Regions from separate parts of the Mus musculus genome. Here region 1 is linked to region 2. Evidence: chromatin contacts called from public HiChIP or PLAC-seq data. All regions are on one chromosome and are shown on one strand. Each heading gives the region's core, a stretch centred on a gene start, on an enhancer-like site or on the middle of the called end of the contact. The rest is flanking DNA. Distances are from core to core; before and after follow the strand shown.

Region 1 (7,064 bases), core at 3,134-5,633, 450 kb after region 2:
AATTAAAGAAAAATCCACTTGAGCTGCACTTAAGAAGTAACCATTTTTGAAGGTTGCATTGCAGATGACTGGCTGCAATAATAAAGAATGTGATACTTATGTATGTACAAACATAACCCTAAGTTAGAATTCAGCATCCACTGCATGGACTAAAGAGATGGCTCTTACATTTAATCCTAGGCTCACTATCAATACCTCAACATACTGCACTGAACTTTATTCCATATACTTGTATATTATAGGCACTGTTTATGCATGTTCTAAAAACATATTCAGCAATATTATGAAACCAGGTGGTAACCAAAAGCGTCCTCCTTTTGTGTGTGTGTGTGTGTGTGTGTGTGTGTGTGTGTGTGTGTAGAAAACTGAGTTAACAAAAGATTAAATAGATTGTTTAGGAAACATAAGTCTTTCGCTTGAATTTTTATGTGAATTCCATAAATCATGCATTGCCATAACCTAAGAGGAATAAATGTTATTAGTCATTAGCATTAATAATTCAATCAATAAATAATGGATCGTGTGGAGGACATGTGCTCATATTCATTGTTCAGTTAGACTAAATGTGTGATGGCTTACTAATTACTCCAACACTAAAGGGAGTATCATGAAAATGCATACAGAGCAAATGCCTTGGAAGGTCCTTTCATTATGTCAATATCAGACCATCAAACTCTGTCTCATGTGGCCTTCCAAGTATAGAGCTATCTTATGGTGGCTCTTCCTCCCCTCAGTGCCTTCTCAAAAACACAGGCAGAATAGATGTGCCACTAATGAACCAGAAACTCAACTCTGCTTGATTCCATCCTTCTGCTCACGTCCAGACCCCTTTGGAGTCACCCTGAAAAGAAGTGGTATTACACAAACACGAACCACAGCTTAACATCTTGCCCAGGTCCAGCCCTGAGAAGGTCAGTTTGCTGCTGGAGCCTGAATACAGTGACGAGAATCCTCATTTGTCTCCTCTTCCCTGGAAGATGAATTACATGGTCAACCCATATCTCCTGGTTACTCCAGCCAGTTCCTCAAATCCTTTATAAAATCACATGGCACTCCACAAACCTGCTTCCCCAACCACCCTATTGAACTGAGAATGACCTCCCTGTCTATGATTTTTTCCAGGAACCTGACATTCCATCTGCCAATTTTCATATATTCATTCATAAGGGAAAAATGTATCTCCAACAATAAATTTAAAAAATAAGCAATAGTTCTTTACTGAGACCATCATTTGTGCCAAGGAACACAATAACGGGTTGGAGTCTATTTTTCATCTAACATTCATCGATAAAGGTGGAAGTTGTAGGTTTCGAGAGCCCCATCCAGAGCCCATCTGTTTAACCAGGCACTTGTCCAGTAGATGAGTAGAGTAGGTGTAGGATTTACACTCCTTATCCTTGCCAACCATCAAGTCATTTTATATCAATGTGTGTTCATGTCTAGATGAACCTATCTGTAACACTAATGTAGAAGTCATTTTCTTCAGTAAAATTGCCAAAAATATACAAAGTAAAATTTTATTGTGACTTCTAATATGACTTTGCCTCCACAAAACACTTCAACTACTATCTAACAGTCACTAGGCAGACAAATTAATATTTCTTCCATTTTAAGAAAATGAAAATGGTTTTTGTGGGTTCAAGATTCTCCTTAATTATTTCTAATAAATTAATATATATCCCAATTAAATAAGAAGCTCCTTGAAAATAAGATCTGAACTTAGTGGCTACTTCTGTACCAAATTATTTCTAAATACATGTTTTAAATTGTGAGGTAATTGACAGATTTAGTTAATTCTCACTTGATATAAAAAGTACTTATTTTCTAAAATTTAGAAGATCCAATCTTTGGCCAGACTTATCTCTAAACCCAAGGCTTATTTCAAAGCTCTTAAAGTTTATTTGAAATGCTTATTATTTAAAACATATGAAATATATTTCTAGAGCCTTCAAAATGTCTTGCCAGGATGACTGGTGATCCTGTTCTGGGCTATTCCTAGAGCATCATGGTTGTGGGACAGGAGGCAGGACAAAACAATAATACAAACATGAACCTGATGCTTCTGTAGTAAGACTTAGGAACTTCTCTGTGTGCCTGCTTACTAGCCAGCACATTCCAAACAATCTAAAATAAAATGACTAATTTATTACAAGTTTGGGGAGCAAAACTGAAGTTACAATAGTTATCTCAAAGGTTGAATAAATGCACAGCTCACAGGAACCACTGCAATTGGAAAGATCTGTGTTTTCATTGTTTTGTCCAAACAAAATAACTTGATTCCATTGGATAGACAGTCTCAGTGCTCATGACATTAAAAATTTGAATATAAATAAGAAAAACTGTTTCTTGCAAATATGTGTGTGTGTGGGGGGGGGGCTTGCTACCTAAAGCAACTTGAGAAGGAAAGAGTTATTTGGTTAATATGACCCAGTAGTCATATCATGGTGGGAAAGTCAGGGCAGGAGGTCAATGCAGGAACCTGGAGGCAGGAACTAAAGCAGAGACCTTGGAGGACTTACTCTACACGGTTTGCTCAGCTTGATCTCCTAAACATTTGCCATTAGTGGCATCACTCACATTGGTCTGGGGCATCCCACAGCAATCGTCCTACAGGCCAGTTGCATGGAGGCATTTTATCAACTAAGGTTCCCTCTTCCCAGAAGATCCTAGGTTGTATTAAATTGACAGAACGCTAACCTGCACACTATATAAATGATCGAATCTAATGATTGGAGGAGTTTCCTGTTCCTTTTGAACCCCAATTTAAAATATTTAATGAAACTTACCATGTTTTTATATGTGTAAATATTCACAATGTATTAAACCAAAAACATAAGCAGTACATTGTAAGCCATCCTTTCTTGGGCTAATCATCCTAAGTAACAAAAGAATATGGTGATTTCCAATAATCCACAACTTTAAAATAAAATTGATATAAAACTACTTTCTTCCTTTAAAAACTTCTAAATAGTACATGGTGTGCATGTTTCCTTTAGAAGTGATTAGTAACAAAAGAAATTAAAATACAAAAGCTTATAATCAGACTTTTGGGACAAATCATGAAAACATTGGAAGATAATCCACCTAGATGTTAATTCCATATCAGTTACTAAATAACTGGTGGACATGAGCCGGTCACCTTTATTTCACTTATCTTCTGCCAGAAAACAATCACCCAGGTACGGAGACCAAGATTAAAATTCTTCTGACTCACTAATAAAAAACTAACTGTAATCTTTCTCATCTGAGAAAGATTCTGGAGAAAACGGACACCCAGTGCAAAGTGCACTATGCATGGTTTAAGGTTTTGGTCAGGGTGATGGAAGGCAGCAACATTAATACCACAGTAGCCACATTGAGCTTTTATTTCTGGATCCAAGACCACTCAGTATCATCTGCTCTCTGCAATAAAACCCTGTCCATAATCTTATCCAACTATTCACATTCATTCTTTAGAGTAAACATATTTACTCTACATATTTTGCTATTATTTAGAACCAGGGGCAGGGTACAGGCTTGTGTTGGTTAATGAACAATTTGAGGGCATTGGTTCCCTCCTCCTACTGAGTCCCTGAAATCAAATCAGGATAGTCAGACTCAACTGTAAGCATCTCTACCCACTGAACCATCTTCTCAATATTAATTTAAATTTTTATTTGTTTATTCACTTACTTATGTGTCTGTGTATCATATGTGTGCTTGATGCCCACAAAAGTCAGAAGAGTGTGCCAGATTCTCTGGGACTGGCAATGCAAACAGTTGTTAACTGCCATTTGAGTGCTGGGAACTGAGGAGCAGCAGCTAGTGATCTTAACCACTGAGCCATCTCTCCAGCCTCAGCAGCACTTTCTAAAAATCATGTGAATGTTTCTTACATGAGTCTGAAAGAATCAAGTCTCTTATCTCCACAGTTATTTGTTTTCTTACCTCATTTCTAACTCACCCTAAACTATCTTGTCAAACAAGCAACAGTCTGGGAGACCAGTCTTTAAACATTCAACAGAAGTGTTTGCACAGGGCTTTTGTTTGCTTTTCATCATATTACACAGGAAATTATACTTGTTTTAATCTGAACAGAATCCTGACCACCTAGCTCTGTTTATTTATTCTTATTTCTTATTACAATGGAGCATGTGAGATGTCAAAAATTATTGTTGGCAACAACTTTCCCAGGAGCTCTACTTAGAATAACAATTTCATTCAAAACATGCTATTATAAAAGAAATGTCACCCTTTATAATGACATTCATTTTTATTTCCTGTGCTTTGAAGTTCAGAGTAGGAAGTGCTGAAAAAATAAAATGAAACCCCAAGCACGTGTCTGCCTCTAGAACACACAGCTTCATATCAGGGGTGACCAAAACCACTGACATCTGTGGAAATGCAAGCCACAGAGACGAATGCAGCCATCAGTTTGGCAAAAGCCCTTAGCTTATACTTTACTAGATTTACACCTTCCAGGCAAATTCTACAGAGTGCCAGAAGGTAGGGCCAACAGTATGATTTCCTGCTTTGAAGCTGACAAAAAGAAAATTAAGAACAGGCTTAAGTGCTTCACATGTAGAAAGCAAGTAGAGACACATGATGAATGCTTTATATTTTATTCTTACTGCAGAAGTCAAAGGAGCCATTGATTATTCCAGAGTCTGTATGGCTTGAAGAAGATGGAAATTACTATGAAGCCGAAAGTACAACACAAAAGTCCCTACAGAAGCTGATAAAGATGTGCAAAGGCACCACGAATTACAAGAGTTGCTTGGAATTGTTAACAAAATGTAATAATACAGAACAGAATAATCCTGACTGAAGTGCACAGAAGGAGATACAGCTGCCTGTTTTGTCAGCTTTCCTCACAGGCTAACTCTGGGTGCTCAGTAACCTTGGAGAATGCTTAATTGACCCAATCCCTTCTTTGTAGAAGAAGATGGAGAAGGAGGAGGAGGAGGAGGAGGAGGAGGAGGAGGAGGAGGAGGAGGAGGAGGAGGAGGAGGAAAGGAGGAAGAGGAGGAGGAGGATGAAGGGAGAAAGAAAAGAAAAGAAAAGAAAGGGAAGAGGAGGGAAAGAGGAGGGGAGGGGAGGGAAGGGGAAGGGGAAGGGGAAGGGAAGGGAAGGGAAGGGAAAAGAAAGGAAAGGAAAGGAAAGAAGGAAAGGAAAGGAAAGGAAAGGAAAGGAAAGGAAAAAGGAAAAAGGAAAAAGGAAAAAGGAAAAAGGAAAAAGGAAAAAGGAAAAAGGAAAAAGGAAAAAGGAAAAAGGAAAAAGGAAAAAGGAAAAAGGAAAAAGGAAAAAGGAAAAAGGAAAAAGGAAAAAGGAAAGGAAGCACAAGAAGACCCAGTATTGTTGAGACACTTGTCTAGAACTAGACAGGAGGACAAGCAGTAAAATCAATTTGAATGCTTAATGCTATCATCTTCTCACTACTATTACATGTGTGCAAGCATCTGTATACATGTCTATGTGTACCCCAAGTTCAAAAGTATACAGGTAGTATGCACAAAGTCAACTGAATACCACTGTACTGAAGATCACTAAGTTGATGATGAAGAGAACAGAAGCGTTAGCAGGCAGCTCCTAACATTCCATAATGAAGGCAGCTAACACAAAATCAGCCAGTGCAGCATGCTCATCCCTACGCCAGCCTCACCCTCTTGACAGTATGTTCTGGATCAATTGTAATTTCCGTAATGATAATACTGGCTCCGTTACAAAAATGGGATTACTTGAGTAGCCCAATCTTGGGTTTTCCAAACAATTAATGGACAGCATTTCTAAATGAGGTAGAGGAGGCATAAGTTCAAATGTATTATAGCTATACTAATACAAGAAGCAAACAGTTATTTTAACTTGTATTTGACAAGAAAGCTTTTGATGATAAACCAATTTTCATTTGAAAACTAAAGTATGTTTCTATCCGAGAGTATATGATACACGTTTAGTTAATTAACTGTAAGTTTGACCATGTACCCTTATATACATACATTTTAGGGGGGCTGGCTAATTTGTTTCAATAAAACCAGTCAATCTGGAAAGAGGAGGAGGAGGAGGAGGAGAAAAAGAACAGTAATTGTGGGCCCTGGAAGGTATAGGAACTCCACAGAATACCAGCAGAGTCAACTAACCTGGACCCTTGGGGGGCTCTCAGAGTCTGATCCACCAACCAGAGAACATGCATGGGATGAACCTAGGCCTCCCTGCACATATGTATCAGATGTGCTGCTTGGTCTTCATATGAATCCAGAACAACTGGAGCAGGGGCTACCCCAGAAGCTGTTACCTGTATGTGGGATATGTTCTTCTAGCTGAGCTGCCTATCTGGCCTCAATGGGAGAGGAAGTGCCTAGCCTCACAGAGACTTGAATGCCAGGGTGGTGGGGGATATCCAAAAGGGGCCCACCCATTCAAAGTAGAAGCAAAAGGGGATGGGGGAAGGATTGTGGGAAGAGGTGACCAAGAAGGGGGGGCAGTGATGGAGATATAAAGTGAATTAAAAAAAACATACAGTAAATTTATAAAATTCTTAGGCAAACGGACAGCAAGCCTTTCTCTCTCTTGGGTTCTGATAACCTGCACCTTCCTTCAGCTCTTTGTCCTAGAGTGGCCACAGCCATGCTGTTGGTAGCCCTCTGGTTCTTGACTAATTCCTTAAAGTCCTAACCAACATCTGGCCCCAAATCTTAGACCTAGCATCTATGTAAACAAGCCTCCTTTTTAAGTTATCCTATTTTGTTTGATCTGAATTCTCTTGGGACTTGGAATGAACATGTATAGTTTATACACACCGGGCACTATAGGTGTTAGCCAAAATCATTATCCATTATGTCAGATCCTCCTATCTTAAATTATATAAGGCTTCATCCTGTCCCTATGTTTCCATTAGGGAGAATAAGCAATTCAGGAAACTGTTTTATTAAGTCAAACCTATACAAACATATTAAACACATATAACTACATTATAGCATGGTAGAGGATTAACCATATTCTTTCACAAATAATATCTGAAAGAGAAATTAGATTAAAGAAGTCCAACTTATGGACTATTCTAGTCAACACATACATGTAAGAGACAA
Region 2 (7,161 bases), core at 4,500-6,999:
CAGATTCCTTAATCCTCTGGCTCTTAACAATCTTCCACCCAGTCTTGCACAATGATCAAGTCTTAGCTGCTGGAGTTGACATATTACACACACACACACACACGCACACACACACACACACACACACACCTATTGGGACTGGGCTCCACAAGCTGAATTGGTTGAGGGTTTCTGTGATGTTCTCCATCTGCTGTGAAGAGAGCTTACCTTGACAAGGGATTAGGTAATTTTGATTTAATACAAGGTTTTGCCTTATATGGTGACTTAAAACCCTTTTAAAGACACAGGTATAAAAGCACATAGATTATAATGATATCACTGATGAACCAAGCAGGCAAAGCTCACATGTCAATCAATGAAGGATTCAGTTTGTAAATGGACTCCTCCTACCTTTTAGAGAGCTGAATATTAGGAACTGAATCATGAGGTATTTGCATTTAAAATATTTCCATGCTTCCAGCAAAGAACATCATTTTATTCTTAGAGGGTCCAACAGTTAAATTGCAAGCAACTGATCCTTACCCAGCTGAATCTAATATAAATCAATAAAGCTCCTTAATGCTTCCAAAATAAAAGGTGTATATTTAAGTTAAAAGCAGCTTTTACAAAGCTAAATCCTTTCAAGTTTTCTTTAGGGGGAAAATCAAAGTCACTAACATCATAAGAAATTATCCCACATACTCAATGATCCTTAATGTCTTTACATATTTTTCTCAGGACTCCAAGGAAACATAAACTTCATGAGGATATTAATGGAGGATTCCTGTCTGTTCCACAAGAACCTAAGATCCGATGTTTAAAAACAAAATGTCTTATGTTTTTTTTTCTTCTGAGACCCCTGTTTATGTTTAGCCTAGTCAAGAGTAAAAGTAGCATCACCAATCTCTGCTAAATGAATGTTTCTTTGTTGTGTTATGCTTCTAAATTGCTTCTTTAGAAAATTCAATAGTTTATCATAAAAGAAAGTGCAATACTCAGTTAGCCAAACAGAAGAGCATTAAATCACTGAGAAGCTCAATGTGACAACTACTGATAATTTGATGTTTCAGCAAATTCTTTTCTATGCCTATGAGAGTTCACTATAGGAACTAGAGGTACGTGTCATAATTGTATAACCCGATTTTCTGGCTGAGTGAATAATTCCAAGATGATTTTTATTTGCTCCCAGGTTTCACTCCCAAATCTTTCTCTTTTGACATGTTTACACACTTGGATGTCACATACCTTCTAGTGAAAGTTAGTTGAATGTTCATATTGAAGGAGCTATTGTATCCTTCTGAGAAGAGCTCAGAAAACATCCAGTCAGTCCATGTGTTCTATAGAGTTTAGTACATTAATAAAAGAATCAGAATATGAATATCCAGACAAGAGGTAGCAGATCTGAGGACCAGTGAGATGACAGTGGCCAGCAGATTAGTCATGTGATTGGAATACTGATTTGTTTTGTAAATTGAATCTAGTGGTTGTTTGTGCAGGGGTAGGGAGGTAGGAAGATGTATTTTTTCAAGACATGGTTTCTCTGCTACAGCCAGCTGTAGTGGAAATTATTTGTAGACTACCTGGCCTGGAACACACAAAAATATGTCTGCCTCTGAGTGAAGAGGGGTGGTTTAAAGGCATGCACCACCATGCCAATAAATTCAGTGGTTCATAAACTGTCTCCTACTAAGACCATCAGCTACATCTAAGAATATTCTTGCATTATTAATGCTTAGCTATAATCTAAAGAAGCCCCAAAGTTATAAGTTGAGCAGTGCGACTTTTATAGGCTCCTCAAAGTTGTATTAATAAGCCATAAGGACTGAGGACCTTTGAATTAAGATCTAAACAATTCTAGTAACTAGAAGGACATACTGGGAAGGAAGCACGTCATGTGGAGAATGTGAGGGCATTACAGAAGATGAGGTATTTCAATGCACATTTAAAGAACGTGATTATTTGAGTACGTGGATGGCTTTTTAAAAGCTAAATGCCTTTAGGAGTGAATCATAAACATTTGAAAAGTTTCATCATTATTAAACACACGTACTGATGTTATGTATAGAGAAAGCTTGTAGTTGGCAACAGTCAAGGCAAACATCCTACCCAATCATTCCAGGTCTCAGCTATGACAACTTCAAAGTTACAGTTACTGACATCCACTTGCCAGGAAAGTAAGAGGTCGGTGTACATAGCCTTAATAAGACTGAAAATGTGATAACACAACAGTATAAACAATGACAATGCTCCAAACATTTCCATGAACATCATGTTAACACTTATAACCATCCTAGAGAAAAGACAGCTTAGCATTTATTGCAAAGTTGTCATTGCTTTTAGTAATGAGGATCTTGACTGTGTCTTGCTCAAATTTCTGCTATTAAGAACAAAATAAACACAATAGTCCAAAACTTCTTACAGGAGTTTAAAAAATCACAGTCACAGAAAGTAAATGTGAAAAACAAGACAGCAGAAGACTATCGACTCCGTGAGCAGGTCATAGATAGTCATAAGTTGTTAAAAAGAAAACCTGATTGAAATCCAATGTACTCAATTTTTCTGTTCACTGCAAACTAGGAGAGTGGAGTGATGTTGGGTAGGGAGTATGGGGCAGGACTATAGCAAGTCTGAGTCTAGCTTGGGCTATATAGGAATTTTTTAAAGTATGGTGAAGTGACCATTCAATCCAAAGGATGATTCAGTCTACCGGAGACAATGGATTTACATTGCAATGCATAAATTATTAAAAACAGAGAAGGAAAGCATCCAATGGTGAAACGAGCAGAAGGCTTGGGAAATTATTTGCAGAGAGAAGATCCAAATGGCTGATAGTGATATGGAAAAAGATTCAGTCCCATTCTTTTCAAGCACATGCAAATTAAAACCACAGTGAATACCAGCACACACCCTGTAGAATGCTAAAATTTCTAAGCCGTATTATCACCTAGCAATGCAAGTCCTCACAGGTATCTATGAGAAATGAACACAACTGTTCACAAGAAAACATGTGCAAGAATACTTTTCTCAGCTTTGCTTCCAACAGTAAAAATTATGAAAAAGAAAAACTCAAATGCCCACCAAACAGATGAATGGAGGTATAAATATTGATCTATACATAAATGGGACCCTATGCAGGAATAAAGAGGAGTAACTTGTGTGTGAAGCAGTATGGATACATTTTAAATGTTTTATTGGGCAAAATAGTTCACAACAGAAAAGGAACTGTGGGACTCCACGTGACATGAGGATAGCCAAAGTGTAACCACTAGTTTGCTTTTTTGGTAACCCTGTTTGCAAACCAAACATTGTGGTTAAACTAGTCACCTGATCCGGCTGTGCTAACCACTGTTATCTGGAGTATTTTAAAGGGGCATTTCTAAGGCTGGAAAGTATGCTCAGAAGTTAACAGCTTGTTCTTCTTGCAGAAGACCTGGATTCAATTGCTAGCATCTACATAGTTGCTCACAACCATTCATAATGTCATGTTCAGGGTTTCAGAGGCATTCTTCTGATCTCCCTGGGCACCAGGCACATAAATGGTGAACAGACATACCCTCATATACTTAAAATAAGCCACACCCTCATATACATAAAATAAACAAATCTTTTAATTGAATTTAAAAAGTGAAGTGGCATTTCATATAAGAGCTTTGGAGAAAGACTAGAGTTAATTATAGTTTTCTGTGTCCTACCTATATGACCTGACCCAGAATAGTGGCTGCTCATGTGGAGAGAATGAAAGGAGAAGAGGCAGCAGGGGAGGGGGATCCTGGGATGTTGACCATGTTCTCTTTCTTGATTGAAGGTGGTCATACAACTTCCATAGACTTGAAATTAGTGCAACACACAATCTGACTTAACTCAATTAAAAAGAAATTAACACAAGGAAAAACACAGTCTGCCATCAAAAGGCAGATTCAAAAATAATTCCATCAGTAGCTTTAATTCCACCAATAAATTTACTGCTTGTGGGATTGAAAACCATGCCATACAAAATAAAGGTCTGTAGGATTTTGTCTTACAAGTCTTTACCTTATACATAACCAATGTCCAAATTAGTTTTATCACATAATCCATAATAGGCAATGGGTGTAGGAGGCTTTTCCCTTGCCATTCACATGAATACCTACCTCCTGAAATACAGCAGGATTATATCCCACCATGATTGCCTTTCCATATTTTAATGTTAGAAAATGTCTAAATAACATAATCATAGCCATACTTCCAGAAAGACTCTAGCCATGCGTTATTTTATACAGGATAACATTTATCACCTTTGTAATCAAATTATTAGAATGCATCATCTGAAATCAGCCATACCTAAGACTGAAGAGAATGAGACTACATATCTAGTAAGAGCACTTAAGGAAACGCCAAGGGAGCTTGACTCCAATAGCTGGCATTTTCATTGTGCTGTTACTGGTCGATTTCTCTAACCAACCAGTCAGGATATTATATCGCCACTGAACCGATAACTTCACACACTGAGGTTGCTATTCTCAGACTGACCAAGACAGAGAAGGATAAGACATCTTTCCTTTAAATTGACACCAGCTGCTCCTTAACTGTCCCCACATGCATTCTTATCTTGCTGACCAATCCAAGGAAGCCCCTTAAACACAAACATCTGTTGCCCATTTATAGTAATTTATACACAAAAATAGTTCTATCAAAAACCACTTATGCTTTGCCAACAATGAATGTGTACTTCCAAAAAAGAAAAAAAAAAATGAGCCCTTTGCCTGCACCTCAAGGTGATTTCTGACCCCACATCCCTCAATCCTTAATGAAAAGAAACATGATTTTCACACCACAGTTCCTTCATAGAACTTCCTTCAACAAAGAGATCTTTCGGTGTGTGCTAGCCGCCCCGACACAAGCTTCACTGGAAGACATGTTTAAAGGGCAGAGGGCATTCAATTTGGGAGAACATTACAAGCAAACCAACTCCATCCATGTTTTATATTTAGGTTGATCTTAAAACATAAACAAATAATAACACTAATGTAAAGCAGAGTGTTTGTGGAAACACTGCCTGAGTTCAAAAGTATAAAGGATTCTGTAATTCCAATTCTTATTCCCATTGTGTTATTGTTACTATTAATTATATAACAGTACAGATAGGACTCAGAAGCCAAGATGATGGTGGGCATGGCACCTAACTCACACCTTGTGCTGTATGAACAAAGGAGAAAACTGGAGGGGTTGGCATTCTAACTCTGAGTTTTGGCTATTCTGATTCCCTCAAGGAAAGGCAACAATTCAATAAAAACAAACTGTTGTAATCAGAAAAGCAAATCATCTTGCATCCCCTAATGAGAAATTTCTGCTGCATCTCTGTTTCTATACTGTTAAAATGATGAACTCCCACTACCAGGAAATTATCCTCAAGAAAACACTAAATCCATCCTGTAAACACAGTACATATCAAGCCATTGATGTCTTCTGCATCTTACTCGATACTTCAAAAGTCAGCATGTGTGTCTAAAGAGAAGTTCTGTGGACAAAACTGTGCAGTGTTGCTCTATCTCGAGATCCTCAAGTTTCCTGTAGGACACACAGGAAACTGATCACTCTAAATCATGTGAGTAGAGCCCCCTGCCCAGGAAACTTCTTCGGGGAAGGATTACAAAAAGGCATTTTCTAGTTCAGCAGGGAGAGGATTCTGTGTTCATATTTCCATCTTGAGCTTGTCATGGCATTTTTAGTGTTAGTTTCAAGAGTAATAAGGCCCATAAAATGTCAGTCAAACCCACCACCAGTGGGAAGTGTGCTGGAATCTGTTACATAATCAGCATGCCTGTTTCAGCCCAACACCAGTGGCATTCTCTGCACCCCCCCTGTCAATACTGAATTCACGACTTTCAAATCCCAGGTTTCCTGTGCCTCTGAGGTGCCAAGGAAACCAGGATGATGGCATTGTGATCTGCTTGAGTCAAACCCCAGAGTCCTGTTGCCTAATAGATTAATGAGTCACTTCACTCTCCCAGGTCTCTTTCCCCTGAGTAACAGATTATCAGGAGGAGGTGGAAGGAAGGGCAGAGCAGGGCACTGCTGACAGCTGCAGGAGAGTCTGGAGCCGCCCTCAGCCACTGCAGCAATCAGTTTCTCCCTGACACCCACTTTCAGATGGAAGCTTGAATACTGAAGTACTACACATAGCGTGACCTCATTTACTAGAGGCCCACATGTCCGTCATTCCGTTCTCTGGGCTCACTTCACTTGAGGGGGGAGAATGAGCAGAATAAGTTCTCAATTTTAACTCCAAATTTAAACTAGCTATCACATAATCTTTGACCAAGTCTTAATTCACTAGCTATAAGTTCCAGATGAAAGAACTCTGTTGGACCTGGGTGTTGATCACCTTCTAATATGTTTGTCCCAAGAATACATGTCAGCCAAAGGAAACTATTCACATTTGGGTAAAAAAGGTCCCTAATTTTTCTTAGTTTTATTTCCCAACTACATTCAATAGTTTTATGACTTTGTAGCTTGAACATGTTCTTGTAGTAGGTGAAGAAAGGGGTAAGCAGGGATTGAGGAAATGGGCACACCACTCATCACAACCCAACTTTGATCCCGGAAACCCATAGTAGGAAAGGACTAAGTTCCAGAAGTTGTTATCTGACCTCCACATATGTACTGTGGCACATGTGAACTAGTACACACACACACACACACACACACACACACCAAGAACAACAATAATAAACAATAGTAAAGAGATGAAGAAATTTAAAATTAACTCAACAGAAGCAAGACTAGTAATGAGAATGGAGGAGGGAAGATTGGATCTGGAGGAAGAAAACAATGAAAAGAGAAAGTATGGAAATCAGAAAAAGAGGAGGAAGTAAGCACAGAACACTGAAGGTAGAGCAAATAAAAGGAGGAAGAAATAAAGAAGAGGTTGGTATCACAGTTGGGTTTTCTTGATATTCCTAGCATGTTAAAGAAAAATCCCCACATTCTCCAATTAGCCACCTGGAATTTTACTCTGAAACCATTTTAGAACCTCATGAGAGTTCATAATTACCTTCACAAATAGGCTGAAGGTGACCATGTCTAGCTGTCATGAGGTATTTCACAAGTGTTTAGTATAAAATTTTGTGCCCACATCTTTGCCCCAGGATAGGAATTGTAGTCATCGTATTCTTTCAGTCTCTTAAACTATCCTTCACTTTT

What was found. HiChIP or PLAC-seq counts read pairs in DNA pulled down with a chosen protein or histone mark.
Region 1: a FOXA1 HiChIP or PLAC-seq map of pancreatic cancer cells shows a contact between it and region 2. The contact joins two enhancer-like sites. A contact is called at or near these places in 1 of 484 Hi-C or Micro-C datasets (stem cell-derived neural progenitor cells) and 1 of 115 datasets of contacts at active chromatin or transcription factors (pancreatic cancer cells).

What each region holds. Positions count from the first base shown.
Region 1 is chr2:140,816,865-140,823,928 of GRCm38.p6, reverse strand. The region is part of intron 3 of Macrod2 (mono-ADP ribosylhydrolase 2); the gene reads right to left. Among named protein-coding and RNA genes, the nearest start is that of Flrt3, 150 kb to the right of the region's middle. Within about 2 kb of position 4,383, at least 22 of the 459 cell types and tissues checked have an H3K27ac peak or open chromatin away from gene starts, as enhancers often do. A contact at or near this core is called in pancreatic cancer cells, where this site is marked.
Region 2 is chr2:141,270,554-141,277,714 of GRCm38.p6, reverse strand. All of the region lies in intron 5 of Macrod2 (mono-ADP ribosylhydrolase 2), which reads right to left. Among named protein-coding and RNA genes, the nearest start is that of Gm25583, 370 kb to the left of the region's middle. Within about 2 kb of position 5,749, at least 29 of the 459 cell types and tissues checked have an H3K27ac peak or open chromatin away from gene starts, as enhancers often do. A contact at or near this core is called in pancreatic cancer cells, where this site is marked.